Regions from separate parts of the Mus musculus genome. Here all the other regions are linked to region 3. Evidence: chromatin contacts called from public Hi-C, HiChIP or PLAC-seq and promoter capture Hi-C data. All regions are on one chromosome and are shown on one strand. The core of a region is the stretch at or near the end of the contact, and the rest is flanking DNA. Distances in the headings are between cores, read along the strand shown. Region 1 holds the start of Tmem63a (transmembrane protein 63a). Region 2 holds the start of Nvl (nuclear VCP-like). Region 3 holds the start of Psen2 (presenilin 2). Region 4 holds the start of Sccpdh (saccharopine dehydrogenase (putative)). Region 5 holds the start of G370120E05Rik (a long non-coding RNA gene).

Evidence for each region. Promoter capture Hi-C pulls out the DNA fragments that hold promoters and counts their contacts. Hi-C and Micro-C count contacts between places; a contact is called where the count stands out from the background. HiChIP or PLAC-seq counts read pairs in DNA pulled down with a chosen protein or histone mark.
Region 1: a FOXA1 HiChIP or PLAC-seq map of pancreatic cancer cells shows a contact between it and region 3. The contact joins the promoter of Tmem63a here to the promoter of Psen2 in region 3. A contact is called at or near these places in 8 of 39 promoter capture datasets (the C10 cell line, cranial neural crest, liver and 4 more) and 2 of 115 datasets of contacts at active chromatin or transcription factors (pancreatic cancer cells and pro-B cells).
Region 2: a contact with region 3 is called in an H3K4me3 HiChIP or PLAC-seq map of bone marrow-derived macrophages, with 2.7 times the contacts expected there. The contact joins the promoter of Nvl here to the promoter of Psen2 in region 3. A contact is called at or near these places in 2 of 39 promoter capture datasets (liver and pre-B cells) and 1 of 115 datasets of contacts at active chromatin or transcription factors (bone marrow-derived macrophages).
Region 4: a promoter capture Hi-C map of cranial neural crest shows a contact between it and region 3. The contact joins the promoter of Sccpdh here to the promoter of Psen2 in region 3. A contact is called at or near these places in 13 of 39 promoter capture datasets (the 3T3-L1 cell line, 3T3-L1-derived adipocytes, the HPC-7 cell line and 7 more) and 1 of 484 Hi-C or Micro-C datasets (embryonic fibroblasts).
Region 5: a Hi-C map of the G1E-ER4 cell line shows a contact between it and region 3, with 4 times the contacts expected there. The contact joins the promoter of G370120E05Rik here to the promoter of Psen2 in region 3. A contact is called at or near these places in 5 of 39 promoter capture datasets (the HPC-7 cell line, cranial neural crest, embryonic stem cells and 2 more), 1 of 484 Hi-C or Micro-C datasets (the G1E-ER4 cell line) and 2 of 115 datasets of contacts at active chromatin or transcription factors (the HPC-7 cell line and memory CD8 T cells).

Annotation. Positions count from the first base shown.
Region 1 is chr1:180,941,153-180,944,690 of GRCm38.p6, forward strand. It overlaps Tmem63a (transmembrane protein 63a), which reads left to right and starts at 1,366. Exons shown (of 23, transcript NM_144794.2): 1 at 1,366-1,407.
Region 2 is chr1:181,142,486-181,145,907 of GRCm38.p6, forward strand. It overlaps Nvl (nuclear VCP-like), which reads right to left and starts at 1,719. Exons shown (of 23, transcript NM_026171.2): 1 at 1,566-1,719. The coding sequence starts at 1,622.
Region 3 is chr1:180,254,633-180,257,825 of GRCm38.p6, forward strand. It overlaps Psen2 (presenilin 2), which reads right to left and starts at 1,668. Exons shown (of 11, transcript NM_001128605.1): 1 at 1,591-1,668. Gm31728 (predicted gene, 31728) reads left to right here and starts at 1,773. Exons shown (of 3, transcript NR_168339.1): 1 at 1,773-1,932; 2 at 2,918-3,041.
Region 4 is chr1:179,666,819-179,669,966 of GRCm38.p6, forward strand. It overlaps Sccpdh (saccharopine dehydrogenase (putative)), which reads left to right and starts at 1,413. Exons shown (of 12, transcript NM_178653.3): 1 at 1,413-1,727. The coding sequence starts at 1,538.
Region 5 is chr1:180,827,888-180,831,403 of GRCm38.p6, forward strand. It overlaps G370120E05Rik (a long non-coding RNA gene), which reads left to right and starts at 1,636. Exons shown (of 3, transcript XR_003948795.1): 1 at 1,636-1,737; 2 at 2,066-2,518.

The DNA of each region.
Region 1 (3,538 bases), core at 116-2,615, 690 kb after region 3:
CAGACATGGGAAGCCTTTCCTTCCCTTACCAAGGGCCCTAACCTTTTCTTTGGTAGCTGGGCCATTATCCTAATGACTGGGGCTAGATCCCAGGCCACAGGCCAGGCAGGTGTCAGCGTGATCAACAAAGGCAGAAATGAGGATGTGTGGGATGGGAGCCTGGAGAAGATCAGGCAGAGCCAATCTGAGGAGCCAAGTGCATAAATGACTGGGGGCCTACAACCAGGGACCTAGAGAAGCCAGTTGTGGGGTCCCTAACAAAGAAAAGACAAGGACAGAGGATGGCTCTGGGAAATTAACTGTTAGCTAGGTCTTAAGGGGTTGGAGGATGGGAGTGGGAAGGGACAGAGAACCAAAGAGGAAAGAGACACCCTGTTTCAGATAGTTGCAGGCTGGGCTAGAATCAGGACCAGGGAGGCTGCGAGAGTATTTTTATCTTTACAGTAGAAGATGAAAGCTAAAACATGGAAGTGAGGTCAGAGAAGCAGCAAAACTGTGCCTTAGGGAATGAGGATTTGCCGGGCATGGCGGTGTCAGTGTGGCAAGAACTCAGCAGCAAGCTTTGGTCCCACTCCTTTCCTTGTGTAAACCGAGACCTGCAAGTGGGTGGTTTGAGGCAGTGGCCCCTCCAGGATCCTTACTCCATTTCCCTAAAGATCCAGCGTCGGTCCTGTCCTGGGAGAGGGCGCAGAGCAGGTCCAGAGGCCGCTGTTATCTGGAAACCTCCAAGTCGCAGCCAGAACACACCAGACGCTCAGCGTGTTTGGTCCCAGTTGGCAACGCTGGTGACCCGGGGCAGAGCAGTAACGCGTGGTCCTAGGGAACGCTGGAAATGTTGTTCTTTATTTGGGGCAGGACAGAGCTTTGTAACTTTCAAGGTCCCGGCTCTCTTATGCGGCGGGACTGGGAACAGGGTAGGTCCACTGCGCCCTGGTGTTCCCCCGCCCTGAAATCCAACTGGGCCAGCTTAGAATTTCCTGGGGACATTCAATCACGAACATTTGCAGATGCTCTCCAACGCCGCAACTATCCTAGGCACGGCCCAGTGCCCTCTCAGTGGGGATGTGCTAGGGCACAAAGGAAAGGCAGTTCGGAGACGTCCTCTCCCAGCCTTGTGGGCGTTAGCTGGTCTGGTCCCGCCCCTAGACCTCCGTGAGGACGGCCACGCGTGGACCAGCGTTAGAGAACCACATTGGGGTTCACTGCCCGGCGCACAGAGCTCGAGGTCCTGCTGGGGCCGGCGCGAGCGAAGAGTCCAAATTAGGTAACGCGTGGACACAGTTCTGCGCATGTGCAAGAGGAGCCGGAGTTTCACTTTGTAACTTTTAAGTGGTGCGGACGCCACCCCGCCTCGCCAGGTACGGACTGACCACTCCCCCGGGCGCGCGCGCCGCGCCGCCGCCGCAGGTAAAGTGGGAAGGGGAGCAGAGATGGGGAGGTTGCGGCCAGCCCCTCCCAGGACGCGCCGGCCCGGGTCCTCGCGGGGCGGGGCGCCTCGGGTCGCTTTCCCCGGGGACTGTCTGGTGACAGTAGCGGGGTAGGTGGCTGGAGAGTGCCAATCAAGCCCCGCGCCGCTGGGACTTCCTGACAGCTCTTGGCTGCGTGGCGGATCCTTCCCTCCACCTCCTCGGCGGGCTTTGGAGTTTGTTTGTGGAGTCGGATCTCCCCGCCTAACCCGAAGGGCAGCGTCGGAGCCCTCTTTTCTTTAATTCCTTACGAGGCTAGACCCGGCTTGGGCGGGCTTCGTACTGTCCGGGTGACCACTCCCTCCTGCCCGGGTAGCACCGGGTGGAGGAAAACTGGGGACTTGGGAAAGGGCGGGAGGGGGAGGGAAGAGCTGAGACGGCAAAGAAACCACATCCGACAACAACTTACCCAGACCTGATAAGCCTGGCTACCTGACACCTCGGGTGAGGTGGAGTTGCTGTCTTTCTGTCCCAAACAGGAGCCAACAGCTTGTAGGGACTTTTGCAAAAGGCCTGGGAACATATTTTCTCTCCTGAAGCTTTGGCTGGGTCCCAGAGCCTGCCCTGTTGAGAGTTTGGGGTGCCAATGATATGGTGGAGTGCTGAGCGTTTGCGTGTACGAATATTCACTGGATGTGGGATGGTGGCTATTGCTAAGTGTGTACCTAGGCAGGGATCCTGAGACCACAGTGTCTAATTGCTGTTTTTAAGGCCCCCTCGCTCCTCGTAGTGATGCGGTTGGAATACAGCCTTTTGCCTTGCACATTCTAGGCGTGCACTTGGCTTTGAGCAGCATTTCCATCCCTTAGGGACTTGTTTGATTTCTTCCCTACACACACCCAGAGCCTTCTCTCTCTGGCTTGGCTGCCCCTTGGTGGGTGTGCTCCCATCTGCCCTCTCAGAGCGTGTTCCTTTGGGAAGGCAAGAACGGACTGGCTCATTGAAAGCCTAGAGAATGTTTCTGTAGCAGCCTCTGACTCTGCTGCTGCTGGGTGGGCACAGGTTGCTCCGACTGGAGGAGAGGGTCTCGGACTGTGGCTTCTGATCCCTCTCACTTGTCAAGCCTTTCTTGTTTGCTCTGCGGTATTTGATTTCCCTGATTCTAGCCCACAGGGGATATTGAGGCAGAGAAGCAGCCCTTATGTCTGCATGAGGCAGAATAGGCTACCTGGTTGAGGAGGCCCTTAGGCCTTCTGTTTTGCTTTTGAGGCAGGGTCTTACTATGTAGCCACGGATGGCCTAGAACTCACAGAGATCCACCTGCCTCTGCCTCCTGAATGTTGGGGTAAATGGGTGGGTACCACAACACTCTCCCTTCCTTAGTTCTTACCAAACTTTGTAGATTCTCTTGGGAAACCTGTTTGGCAAGAGAAAAATGACTTAGGAGTGTGGCTTGGCCACTAGGGGAAGGCAGCCACAGTTACCCTCCTGGGGTCAAGGCTTCTCTGTTCCTCCAGGCCTCTGAAAGAGCAACATTGGTGAGTCACCTTTCCTACCCACCCAGCACTACCCGTACCCCCCTTCCTTGGGACAGCACTCCCTCTGTGAGCATTTATGAGGATATTTTTCCTTTTCTTTTCCAAGCCTTCTTTCTTTGCTCTAGGGTGGCCCATTTCCCCCAGTTCTAGCTTTAGGGGATCTTTGGGTGCTGCAGCAGCCCTCTGGATGTTCATAGGAAACCTTGGCTTGGTATGCCACCTCAAGCCCAGAGCCACTGTGCTTCTGAGGGAGAGAGGCCCTCCTGACCTTGGCAGGACCTGGGTTCCATTGGACAAGAGACGAGCCATCCTGCTGGGTGAAGAGAAAGGAACAGGGTGGCGCAGACGAACCCGGGGAGGTGGCGGAGAGCTTGTTCTAGGAGTTTAGATGCAAAGCCAGGTAGCAAGAAACTCAGTGGGCAAGACCAGAAAATGGGCGCATGGGATAAGAGGCATGGGCAGGTCTCAGAGTAACATCAGAGTGTAGCGGGTTTCTGTTCTGAAACCCTAAACTGGAAGGTGGCTCCCCTGTCACTTATGTGACACTGGTGGCATCAGGACAGTGTGTAAATGTTGGTGCTGCAGGGACAGGAC
Region 2 (3,422 bases), core at 469-2,968, 890 kb after region 3:
TTCTTAAGCAATAAAGTGTACCACAAAATAAAAAAGCATATCATGAACATAATTTTTTTTTAAGTACCACATCAGCCAGGCTTGGGTAGCGCACCCCTTACATCCAAGCACTCAGGAGGCAGAGGCAGTCGGATCTCTCTGAGTTTGAGGCAAGTTTGGTCTACAAAGAGTTTCAGGGCTGTCAGAGCCACGCAGGCTATACCTTCAATAAACCATCTCTGTCTGAGATCGGTGTTTGTATAGTTTGTAGGGTGACTCCTGGACCCCAACACAATCGAGCGTTTACGCTTTAACAACTGGATGAAAGGTGGTGTCAATTCCAGCGCCCACATGGCAGCTCACAACTGTCCATAACTCCAGTTCCAGGGGATCTACACCCTCACACAGACGTATGTGCAGACACAACATCAAAGCATATAAAATAAAATGCTAGTAAAATAAAAATACTCTATTTTTCTTTTAAAGGCAAAACCTGGGGCACTGAGCAGAGGTAGCTAGGAAACTGGCTATAGAAAAATTCAAGAGACTCTGTCTCAAAACAGTAACAAAAAGTAGGTGAGTACATTTTTTAGGTAAAGAATAACTTAACTCTAAGGCCTGTTGACTTTAAGGTGGCCCACACCTTTAATCCCAGAACTAGGAAGGCAGAGAGGAAGGAAGAGGCCAGCCTGGTCTACAGAAGGAGTCCCAGAACAGCCTGGGCTACACAGAGAAACCCTGACTCGGAAAAGAAAAACAAAATGAAACCAACAGTAAAACATACAAATTTGGGTCACAGGGTAGCTCATACTTAAAGGTGTTAGGCTGAATGAGATCTAGTAAAAAGTATGGAGGTGAGAAAGGAGTAAGAAGGAGCTGGAGAGATAGATGGCTTAGCCGTTAAGAGCAGTGACTGCTCTTTCAAGGTCCTGAGTTCAAATCCCAGCAACCACATGGTGGCTCACAACCGAAGACAGCTACAGTGTACTTACATCTAATAAATAAATAAATCTTTTGAAAGAAAGGAGTATGAAGAAAGAAGGGATACAAGAAGCCCAGAGAATTGAAAACTTAAGAGAACTTTCGAACCCCAAAATAAGCAAGGACGGCAGATCAAGGAAAAACAATCTAAGTTCTTGAAACTCCAATTTTTAAAAACCCCGAAATTCCACCAGTGAAAAATGGGAAACAAATACAAAAATGCCTTGCGGGGCGTGGTTGGTGCAGCCTTTAACCCAGCCTTGGAGCAGAGGAAGATGGGGCTCTAGTTCAAAGCTAGCCTGGTCCACAAACGAGGTCTAGGGTAGGCAGGGCTACACAGTACGACCGCCAAACAAAATCCAAACCTCTCCCTCCCTTTAATTCGTATCTCTGACTACGCCACTGAAGGCGTCCACCACACAGTGCTTCCAAGATACGAAAATAAGAAAAATAATGTCAAAGCCTCCAGGCTCCCAGGCCTGTTTCTCTACGGCAGCCGCAAGGGAACATCCAGACCATGCTGGAACCCGGCGGCGGCGGCCAGAGGCGCCAAGCCAGGCAGCCGCGCGCAAATGGAGATGCAGTGTCCGCAGACACACACGCACCTGAATGACCCGCTGCTTCAGTTTCCTGTCTACGAAAACCCCGGGTCTAGGCTTCATGATGCTGCTGCCCCGCACGGGCGCCTCTTGTTACCGGGAAAGACTGCCACAGCCGCGCTCGCCGCCGTACCGGAAACCCCGCCCACGCGTGGTCCCTAGCACCGGAAGTCCCCCCCGCAACTTTTCCTCAGCACGAAAGCTCCGCCTGTAGGGAGGACTACGCTGCTCACGGAGGTCGGGAGGACCTGGAAGCGCGCGAGTTTCCAGTCTGGTTCCTTGTCAAGATTACCCAGCCCTGCCTAAGAGGCTAGGCCCCCTTTGAAGGCGTTCAACTTTATTGGTTCCCAACTGAGCAAACAGACACGGACTCCATTCTTCGCGGCTGCGCAGACTCTCACAAGCAAGTAGTAAACTTGATGCCAAGCCTGGCATAGCAGGGGAAAAAAACCTTAAAAATATTCGAGAAGCGAAGGCAAGGAAGATTGCTGAAGAGTTCAAAGGCAGCACAGCCAAGTAGTAAGATGCTGTCTCAAAACAAAAAAAGTTTGGGTTTGTCACGTTCCAGTCTGGGAACCAGGACCGCAGCGTGTTCGCGGTTTCTGTTTGTTCTGTGTCGCACGCTGTACCCAAGGATAGTGTGGAACTCAGTCTGCAGCCTAAGACGTTTTCCCCTTAAAAACGTCTTTTCAGGAAAAAGCAAGATTCATGGTTTTGTAGAAAACAACTTCATGACAAACCAATATGAAGCAGAATTGGGATTTATTAAAAGATAATTTTAGCACTCTTGAGCACAGTGGCTAATAGGTGCTCAGGGGGAAAAAACAAAACAAAACAAAACAAGATAAAGCCCAAGGGTGAGTATGGGTTTCTTGGCCTTTTCAAGGGAGAATTTTGCATAGGAGTATTTTGCAACTGTTATGTGTAGGCGCCTCTCCGTTGTTATTGGTGTTTGTTTTTAAGGAAAATTATTCAGAGTAATTTACAAGGTTTAAGTGGTTGTTCAGGAAGTTTGATTTGTGGGGGTGCAGTAGCGCACACCTTAAGTCCCAGCGCACAGAAGGCAGAGGCAGATGGATCTCTGAGTTCAAGGCCAGCATATCGTCTACAGAGTTCTAGGAGATTTATTTGGGAGAAGTGCTGAGGATACAGAAAGGGCTGTCAGTTACTATTCGGTGATAAAACACATGGCCAAGGCAACTATAAAAGATTATTTGGCGCTCACGGTTCCAGAGGGATAGCCATCGTTATGGCGGTTCGGAGGTAGCGAGCAGCTAGGGCAGCAGCTGGGAGCATATTTCTCTAAGCACAAACAGAAAGTCTTGAGCTAACTTAAGCTGATAGGAGTCTTTTGAAACCTCAAAGCCTGTCCTCAGTGACATAATTTCTCCAGCAAGGCCACACTTGCTCCTCCGCAAATAGCCATCAACTGGAAACAAGTGTTCAAGTGCCCAGGACTGTGAGGGGCATCTAGTCAAACAACCACAGTAACCATTCCTGGCAGTTCTTAGTTTTCAGTTCTGGATATCAAACCCAAAAACCTCATATATGATAGGCAATCACTCCAACTGGGCTATATCTAGTGAGCTATATTCCTAGCTTTGACTTTGATTCTAATATTCCATTGTATGTGTATATATTTTAAACAATTCATATCTTGGTGGGTGTCTGGTTTGGTTCTGTAACTTGTCCGTTGTGGGAGTAGTGTTGTGATAAAATATGCATATTGTAGGTATCTCTTGTGTACTGACAATCATTCATTTGTATATATGTGTGTGTGTGTGTGCATACATATATATATGTATGTATGTATGTCAACTAGATCAGACGGTAGCTCTAGTTTTAGGAATCTTCTGTCTTCCA
Region 3 (3,193 bases), core at 418-2,917:
ACAGCGGCAGCGGCAGCCTCTGGCAGCATTCCGCATCCTAGTCTGTTTTGCCTTCTCAGAGAGCAGAAATATTCATTTCCACATACGAATGGATGTACAGCCTATATTTTGGGCATAGGTATGGGGCATGTCTACATAGTAGGAGATAGTTCTCCAAACCGGACCCGGCTTCCAGCTCAGTCCGCACCTCCACTCACCCACACCTACTTTCTGTCAGCTTCCTTCCCATCCTGCACCTCTGCCATTCTTCACTCTATCCCTGCCCACCTGATTCTAGCCACTGTCCTGGGAGCCAAGGAATGAACCCAGACGGTCACCTCTAGGCTAAAGTCGGGATGCTGGCCCCTTCACCAACGGAAAACACAGGATCTGCTTCTGTTTCTCAGGCTTCCACAGAGCCACCCACACCTAAAGGAAAACTTGAAGCTTACACACCTGAAGCAACTTATACAGAGCCTTTAATTACTGCCCAAAGTCTTGGCTGAAGGCCTGAGAGGCTTAGGTGTCCACAGAGGGACTATACAGCCAGCAGGTGCACCTATTCTGAATGGTTGCGTCTCTCTGACTCCAAGAGACTATTCTGGGGACGGAGTTAAATTGGTCTGCATCTGTTCTGATTTTGAGGCTCTCTAATCCTCCATCAGTAAATGGATGCAGTCATTTCACAACCATTCATATCTTTAAAGAAAAATCCCTAAGCAGAGGTGCTAGGACATTTCATTTAACTGGCAAAGGACTTATGTCTGGATAGCAGAAACAGAGGCCCAGGCAGCAGGCTCTAAGCCTGGTTTCCCTGTATCTTACACAGGAGACCTTGGGCAACCGCACTTTTTAGTTCTGGGAGTTGTTCTTCTCACCCTCCTTTTCCTCTCCTGGCCGGCCGCATGCATGCTTGGCTAACAACACTCTACCACACAGCTACATCCTCAGCCCTAGGCGCAGTTTCTTCATCAGTATAATTCAGTGGCAACTAGCTCTTGCTTTGCCGAGTTCCTTCGGTTCAGAGGCTTGATTCTGGGCGTCTCCCTACTGCCTTAAGGGATTTACAAAACACTGAACACAGCTGGTAACAGAACGCCTGCCTCAGGCCCTGTTGGGCGCCTCGCTCCTCATACAGGAAGAAGTTCTTACTCCCATCTGTAGCAGAGCCCAGGTAGACCAGGTCAGAGCCTGGGTAGCAGGGACCAAAATGCCTGGTGAACACAGCGGTGAGACCCACGTGCACTGGCCCTTTAACACCTCACTCCGCGCCTGGGGTTCTGGAGGCAGGAAGGGACGCGAGGGCACCCGGACGCGGCCAGAGGCCCAGAGCTGCACCCTACGCTCCTTCCAAGCCCCAGTTCTGGGCCGGCCGCACTGCTGCCTCCCCAGCACTTTCTCCTCGCCCCTGAGCCGGCCGCAGAGGCCGAGATCGCCGCAGGGGCCGCAGCTTGGAGCCCAGACCCTGATGCCCCGGGAGGGCAACGGAAGCAGCGGTCAGGGGCGTGCGCACGAAGGGCCTCGCTGCATCCGGGCTCTCCATGCTGCCGGCTACCCGCGATCGGTGACAGGTACCCGGCCGCACACACCCAGCCCCCGCCCTCCGCTCACCTGCTCCGCCGCGGCGCGGGGTAGAGTTTACGCCGCGGGCGGAGCGCCTCTCCTGGGCTAGCGCCGGCCCCGCCCACTGCCCCGGTTCGCCAGCGCCTCAGACACGCCCCCGGTGGGGGACACGCCCACTTCCTGGCTCCGCCCCTGTCCCGTCCCTTGGGCGGTGCCAGGTTCCCCTGTGCACTTGCGCCTTCATCGTCGGTTTACAGGAAAACACTGGGTGCAGAAGGTGCAGGCCTTCGCTGTGTCTTGCCCTGGAGACCGCAGCATCATACTGACATTGAAATCTGAAGTTGGCTAGTGCCTTTTCTTAGGGGCCTGGCAGCGCCACTGGGACAAGGGGTGGGTATTTGCTTTGTGATTTCAGGAGCCTCTGCTGCCCCTCCCTCCTCCGGTTTCATGCACTTTAAAATGGAGTCTAAAGTAAGCTAACATCGGGAGCCTTCTCCTGATTGATTTTTTCCAGAGTGCTTCCGCGACATACATGGGGAGCTCTGGGTAAATATGAACTGGGATAAAATTGCAACGAGATCTAGGAATCAGCCTCGGGGTGAGGGCAGGGAGGGGTTGTGATCGCAGGATCGGTCTGTGGAGTGAGTTGAAATTGTCAACAATTTGCCACAGTTGTCATTATCTCATGTAGCTTTATTTCTCCTTTAATTACTGTGAAATTCGTATAACATAAAATTGTCATTGTAGGGCTGGGGATGTAGTTCAACTAAGTGCCTGCCTAGCATGCAGGAAACCCTGAGTTTAATACTCAATTCTGGTGTATGCATGGCTGAGTAATCCTGTCACTAGAAGTCCAAGGTCATTCCTAGTTACATAGCAAGTTCGAGGCCAGCCTGGGACACATTAGACCTTGTCTTTAAAAGAAAAAAATACGGCTGGGCAGTGTGTACACCTTTAATCCCAGCACCGGAAAGGCAGAGACAGGCACATCTCTGAGTTCAAGGCCAGCCTGGTTTACAGAGTGAGTTCCAGGACAGCCAGGCTATATAGAGACCATGTCTTCACCACCACCATCACTGCAAAAAAGTAATCATTTTAATTTAAGGTATTTAGTGACTTCAATGTGTGCCAATCTGGCTTGTGTGATTGTAAAACAGCCCATTGCTTAAAAAATAAAAGGCAGTTGTATAATTGAAAGGTTTCCTGTCCCTCTCCCTGACCCTGTTAGACACCAACCTACTTCTGAGTCTGTGGACTTAGCTCAACATCTTGAATTTTTTCCTTAACACAATTGAGAAAGTGGGTTCTACCTGGCAGATAGCATAGACGCATGAACGGAGGTCCGAAATCTCCCTCTTCTGCTTGTCTGTTGCAGTTCCTTACCCTTGCTGGGCCTCGGTTTCCTCATCTGTGAAAGGATAGTGTGAGGGCCTTCAGAGGAACATGGCACATTACAGAGAAATGAGGGGGCAGGGGGCAGCGTGGATCCTGAACAGACAGTAAGTGTTTCCTTCCTCTGCCTCCCTTCTCGGCTTGAGGTGGTGTGGGTTTCATTTTGTTCTGTTTGACATTGAAATGATAGCCCATAGTACTCCTCATGTCCACTGTCCCTCCCCCTGTAGGGGCACCATCCTTCTCTACTACAGATGAC
Region 4 (3,148 bases), core at 163-2,662, 590 kb before region 3:
TCATGTAAGTACCCGGTACCAGAGGAAGCCAGAAGAGAGTACCAGATCCCCTGGAACTGGAGTTACAGAAGGCTGTAAGTTGCCTTGTGGGTGCTAGGAATCGAACCTGAGTTCTCTGGAAGAGCATCTAGTGTGCTTAACTGTGGAGCCATCTCTTCATTCCCCAAGAATTTCTTGATCGTGAGAGAAAACCAACTAGAGCATTAAAAACAAAACAAAACAAAACAACAACAACAAAAAACAGCAGGGGAAGCTGGTCCAGTGCTCAGGAGGCAGAGGCTGGTGGATCTGAGCTGGAGGCTGGCCTAGTCTACCAAGAGAGTCCCAGGACAGCCACCAGAGTTAACAAAGAGAAACACTGTCTCAAAAAAACAAAAGAAAAGGAGTGGGGTGGGAAGTGGGGTGGAAGGCTTGTAATTCAAAGACTCAGGAGACTGACACTGGAGGACCCAGATTCTGAGGCCACAGAGAAGCTGTCTGGAAACAAAAGCAACAACAAAACTTTAAGCAAGCTTAAGACAAAGGAAAACAAACAAACAAACAACGCTCAACAATAATCAGCAATTTGGGCAGCCCTGAAAACCAGAGCTGGGTCTAAGAAATCCAGAACGGAATTCAAGTCAAGTGATATTTACAGAAAAAAAAAAAAAAAATCACTAAGGCAAATGAGAGGCTTCATGGGATAGTGGTCATCTAAATACCCTGGCCTAGCTGCTGTACCCACCCCCATGGACATTCTGCTTTCTACAATAAGTCTCAACGAACACGATTAGGTTTGGTCTGTAGCAGCTCCGAGAATAGCTCAGTAGGCACAAGTGCTTACTGCTGATCCTGACATTTGATCCCTAGACTAGTTGTCCCCTGGCTCCTGTGGCACGGGCGTGTGCACAGACAAGACATACAGACGCATAAACAAACTTAAAAATAATTTAAAAAATTTTTTTAAAGGAAGCCTAGCCCAAAGCAATGGTCTCTGACACCATCAGAAAGGCTGGATGACAGACAGTCAGTCCAATGCTCTCAGCTCGGGTCACCAGCGTTCCTTATTGCTAATAAGCTTCTCCTCCGCCACCGACTTCCAAGCTCCAGTTCTCGGCGTGGGCGACCCCCCGGCCGTCTCTTTTCGCAATCCCCCCAGAGAAGCGGGAAGAACCGGCCCGCCCTGGTTCTGCTTCAGGGGAACCAAGAGGACGCGATGATTCGGGTGGCCAGATTGATGCGGGTAGCCGGGCGGCGGGCAGCAATGGGCCGTCGGCCGCTCCTGTCAGCCACCGAAGCGGACGTGCAGCCCGAGCCGGATGTGGCGGCGCGGCACCGGCCGGTGGCCCGGGATGCGGCGCAGCAGCTTGGTCGCGAGGAGGCGTGGGCGTGGCTGTGGGCGTGGCCCGCGCGTGGGCCGAAGGGAGCCGGGCGCTGTAGCCGCGCCGACGGCGGCCAGGACAGCGGCGGTTGCTGCGCCCGGTACTGGGGTCCCGGCCTGAGGCGCAGGCGCGGTGGACTCAGCCCGCCCCGGGCTGCAGCTCGCTGTGGACTCGTCATGGCGACGGAGCAGAGGCCTTTCCACCTGGTGGTGTTCGGCGCCTCTGGCTTCACCGGCCAGTTCGTGACGGAGGAGGTGGCCCGGGAGCAGATAGCCTCGGAGCAGAGCTCCCGCCTGCCCTGGGCCGTGGCGGGTCGCTCCAAGGAGAAGCTGCAGCAAGTGCTGGAGAAGGCTGCCCAGAAACTGGGTAACACGGCGGGGTCGCCGGGGTGGGCAGGGCCGGGCCGGGCTGGGCGCAGGTCGCCGAGGGGCGTCTCCCTAGCGTGCGCCTGCATCGAGCCCTGCGGGAGGACCGGACGCCTCGCCTGGCCGAGCCGGGCCGGGCCTTGTTCCGCTCCTAAATTAAAGGAAAAAAAGAAGAAAAGGCTTTTCTCTCCCTCCCAATTTGGGGATCTCCACTGTCGAGAGAGAGTTCAGAACTTCAGTGGCTCCTCTGTCCATCTCTGTTGTTCTGATGGGTTTGAAGGGTTCTTGTACTTGTGGGAAAGGGAAATAAGACACGGATTTCTTGGAGGTCCATTGTAGTTTGTCTCTTGGGGACAATTAAGAAAGCTGAGTTGTACTAGCAATATTATAGTGCACCTATTTTTGTGGCTTGGTGATACGGATTTAGCTCAGCACTTCTGAACGTGGTAAGCATATACACCGTGCTTCTGAGTTACCCCGCTAGCTGCTTGCTTTTTTGTGTGTGTGTGTTTTTCTGGTTTTCAGTTTGTGTTTTTGCTTGTCGAAATCCGCCTGCAGTTCTCACTTTAATTGCTTGAGGCAGTGTGGGCTGACCTGGACATACTGATGCCCTTGCCTCTTCGCACCCCCACCCTCCACTCCAGTCGTCTTATTCTTAATAAAAATGTGGGAATTTTTTTTTTCTTTTTAAGTTTTGGATGTTTACTTATTCTTTCAGCTTCTAGTCAACATGTTGATTGAGTAGTATTTTCCATGCTAGGCCTTGTCCTAAGTGTTGTGATGCACACATGGGAGTGAGGAGGGACACGTGGGTGCTCTTGCGTGTACACACACACACACACACACACACCCAACCTTTTTGCTTTGGGGAAGCACCCGACTTAGAACCCCATAGCCTTGGAGTTTGGCAACTAAATCTCCACCCAGGACAAGTCATACTTGTTCTTCATTCTTTCTATTCAGTTTTATGGTTCCACACTGAGCCTTGTCAGGGCAAGGGAACACAGCCTTTTGTTTTGTGCTGCCATTGCTAACACACAGAACCTTGACAGAGAAGTTTTGGACATTTATTGTTTTCTGGAAAACAGGCCATTATTAAAATACATTGTTCCTTTTATTTTCCCTCAGTGAGAGTATAGCAGTGGTTCTCAGAGACCTGTGGATTGCAGACCCCTTGAAGGTCGAATGACTGTTTCATAGGGGTTGTCTAAGATCATCGGAAAACACAGATGCTTAGATTATGATTGACAACAGTAACAAAATTACAGCTATACATTAGTAACGAAAATAATTTTTATGGTTGGGGTCACTACAACATGAGGAACTGGATTAAAGGGTCACAGCACTAGGAAGGCAGAGAACCACTGCTGTATAATTATAACCTAATTCCTTACCATCTACATTGCCCAAATTAGGCAGCTT
Region 5 (3,516 bases), core at 386-2,885, 570 kb after region 3:
TTCCAGTAGCTGTCCTTTTGCAAGTATTGGTGGTTCTCCCCATGATAGATGTGCTGGGGAACCAATGCCCTACCCCATGATAGATGTGCTGGGGGAACCAATGCCCTATTAGTAGTAGGCTTTGGCTCATGATGGGTGGGAATTGGGGGCTTCTTAACTTCCTCCTCCTGGGTGGGAAAACTCAGAAACCTGTTCTGTGCTGTCCCTCAGAGACCCCAAGGGACATCAGGCCCAACTGCAGGAGCAACACAGCTGGCTTCATGCGGCTCCTGCACCCTGTCTACTCCCCTCTTCCCACTCCTCATCTCCCGACGATCACCTCCTTAAAAAAATAGTAAGAGCCAGCTCTAATCTCAGTGCTCCCAAGGCAGAAGCAGGTAGACTTCTCTGAGTTCCTGGGCAGCCTGGGCTCCATGATTCCAGGCCAGTCAGGCCTGCTCTGTCTCAAAACAAAACAAAATCAAAAGCTGGTTTGAAGGAGGGTGAATGTGGAGGCATTCTAGGTGGTGTGGAAAGAGTTATGGGGGAGGTGATGGGGATGAGCGCTCAACACTGAGGCCTTATTATGTTTTGTAAATTTCCTGAGGCGGGGTCTCAGTAAGATGCCCAGGCTGGCCTGGTTGTAGGGCTATGCCTGTAGTTCATTGGGATGGCATGGGTCTAGCATGTACCAACCCCTGGCCTAGCACCAGTAGAAAACCAAAACAAAATAAAAAGACCTAATTGTTGTGTTCCTGTCATTTTTAAATTTTATAAACTGACTTTGCACCACAAATTATCATTGAACACTCACTTGTGGGTAGTTGATATTTCTCTCTGCTTGACTGTAAGCACCATGCAAGGACAGAACCCGAGTGGCCTAGTTAGCTCCGACGGTCAGGGTGGCACAACATAGCATCATTTAAGATTGTCTCAGTTGGCGGGGCAGTGGTGTCGCACGCCTTTAATCCCGGCACTTGGGAAGCAGAGGCAGGTGGATTTTTGAGTTCGAGGCCAGCCTGGTCTACAGAGTGAGTTCCAGGACAACTAGGGCTAAACAGAAAAGCCCTGTCTTAAAAAAAAAAAAAAAAAAAGATTGTCTCAGTTGAGGGATTGCCCAGATCAAATTGGCTTGTGGCCCCTGTCTATGAGAGAGCTTCATGATTGATGGGTGGAGGAGGGCCCAGCCTATTGTGAACATCGCCATCCTTAGGCACGTGGGCCTGCTATATCAGCAAGCTAGCTCAGCCACACATGGGCCAGTGAGCTGCACTCCTCTGTGACTTTTACCTTGAGTTCCTGCCCTGGCTTACCTTAATGATGGATTGTGACCTAGAAATGGAAGCCAAATGAACTCTTTCCTTCCCTCCCATGTTTCTTTTTGTCAGAAAGATTGTTTTATTACAGCACCCGAAAAATGAGAACACAACCCTTTCTCATTCTTTTGTTTTGTTTTTGTTTGTTTGTTTATTTTTTGTTTTTTGTTTTTTTTTCCAGACAGGGTTTCTCTGTATAGCTCAGGCTGTCCTGGAACTCACTTTGTAGACCAGGCTGGCCTCGAATTTAGAAATCCGCCTGCCTCTGCCTCCCGAGTGCTGGGATTAAAGGCATGTGCCACCACGCCCCGCTATGCTTTCTCATTCTTGAGTTGGCAGATGCCACAATGCTTGTCAGGCCCAGGCTCCCAGTGGAGTGAGTAAGAGCCGTCTTCCTACTCTGAAGGTGGTGTTTCTACTCCAACAGTTCCCCAAGACACTGGTCAGTAGTTTGTAAGATATGTTGATTTCATCCAAGCAAAAATATCTTATTCCTAAGGGGTGGGATACAAAGGGGATTTCATTTTATCTCACTGTAGAGAAAACAGCTTGTCTTTTCCATTGTCCCTTCAAGTACCAGAAAAGATCGGCCAGAGATGGGGACTAGGTACTATTAAAAGCCCATAATGCACCGGGAACAGCCCACCCAGCGCTTGAGGTAAAGGGCAGGTGTGCAGGGACCTCAGCCTCCAGCACGGAACTGGTCCTGGAGACCAATGGCTGTGTTAGTTCTACTTATAGTCTACTTCCTACACGTTTCCTGCCTGCAGGTCCAGCCCACACTTCTGGTCTCGTAGAGCCACGCCCAGAATTGTCACAAGGCAAGGAGAAGCTTTGGGTGAAGAGGCTAGAATGCCTCATAGCTGTCGTCACTGAAGGTCACTGAAGGTACAATGGCGTGGAGATGATGAAGCCTTCCCTATGTCCTTGCGCTCTCGGTTGTTAGAGAACATGGCTGGAGAAATCTCACAGGAGTTGCATCCAGATACACGACTGGTCCTAAGGGAGCATGGAAAGCCCTTTCCAACTGCCCAGAGCTGTAGGGGAAAAGCGCAGTGGTGTGTGAGGGCCTGGTTGCATCTGAATTGGATATGGTACGGGTTCCGGCTCTAGCATGTGCCTGCCTGGGAATGACTAAGATGGGCAGCCACGCTAGTCAACACAGTCCTCAGCCCCCGCAGTCCTCCGGGGCTGATGAGCCCTGCCCAGGAGAGCTGGCTTTGGTAAGCAGTTTTGGGGTGTGGCCTGCTTTAGTTACTATCACCTCGAAGGGCTCCAATCTTAGACCCGTGCGTGCGCTGTTTTTCCATGCGTTAAAAGGAGTAAGGTTTCCCCTTCAGAGGACTGTGGATGGATGCCATGGTCTCTGGGTGAATGTGGAGACACAATGCTTCTAACGTGGTTGATTGCATCCTGAATTCCTGTCCAAGCCCCAAGGTACTGCTGTTAGATGTAGAGAGAGCCTGTTTTCCACGTTGGCTCTTCTCCCTCTCCAAATCCGAGGGAGTGATTCTGTCCAGTCACCTACAGAGCCTGTCAGCAGCGTCGCAGATATATGGCTTCTTGCACAATGGCTGGGCTCTGTGAACCCGCCTCTTATTCCATTTTCAACTTCAGGCTGGATAAACACTACCAAAGGGACCAAAGAGAATGAGCATTATCTAGGGAACGTACTTACAGAGCCTCACATGCAGTGTGTTTCCTGGATTCCCGAAAGAGGTGTGCCGCAGATGAAATGAGGTGTCTTGTTTCAAACAACACGAAGCTAATGACCTGGGTGCGGGGTGTGTGTGTGTGTGTGTGTGTGTGTGTGTGTGTGTGTGTGTATCTTAAATGTTGCTTCTGTGGATTCCCCACTTAGGAACACAAATACATCTTCCCAGACGGAGTTCAGGCTGGCAATCTCTCCATCTAACTCTCTCAGTCCTTGCAAGCTGGCCTCACATAAGTCACCCGGTGTGGGTGGAGCGTTATCTCCTGGGAACTGCTCCCAGGGACCTGGCATTCCATTTCATGGTGTAAGCCATGTTCCCAAGACCAAGGGCTTCTTTAGGGGTGCAATTATGTGTCCCCATGTGCTGCACATCACACATGACTTGGTGGTCACACACAAATATCGCATTTGTCTTTCAGTAACCAAGTTGTAACCTTGCACCTCTGGAGCTAAGGAGGCAGGTATCAGCCGTGCTCTGCATAGAGCCCCATCTTCTCATTGTCAGAT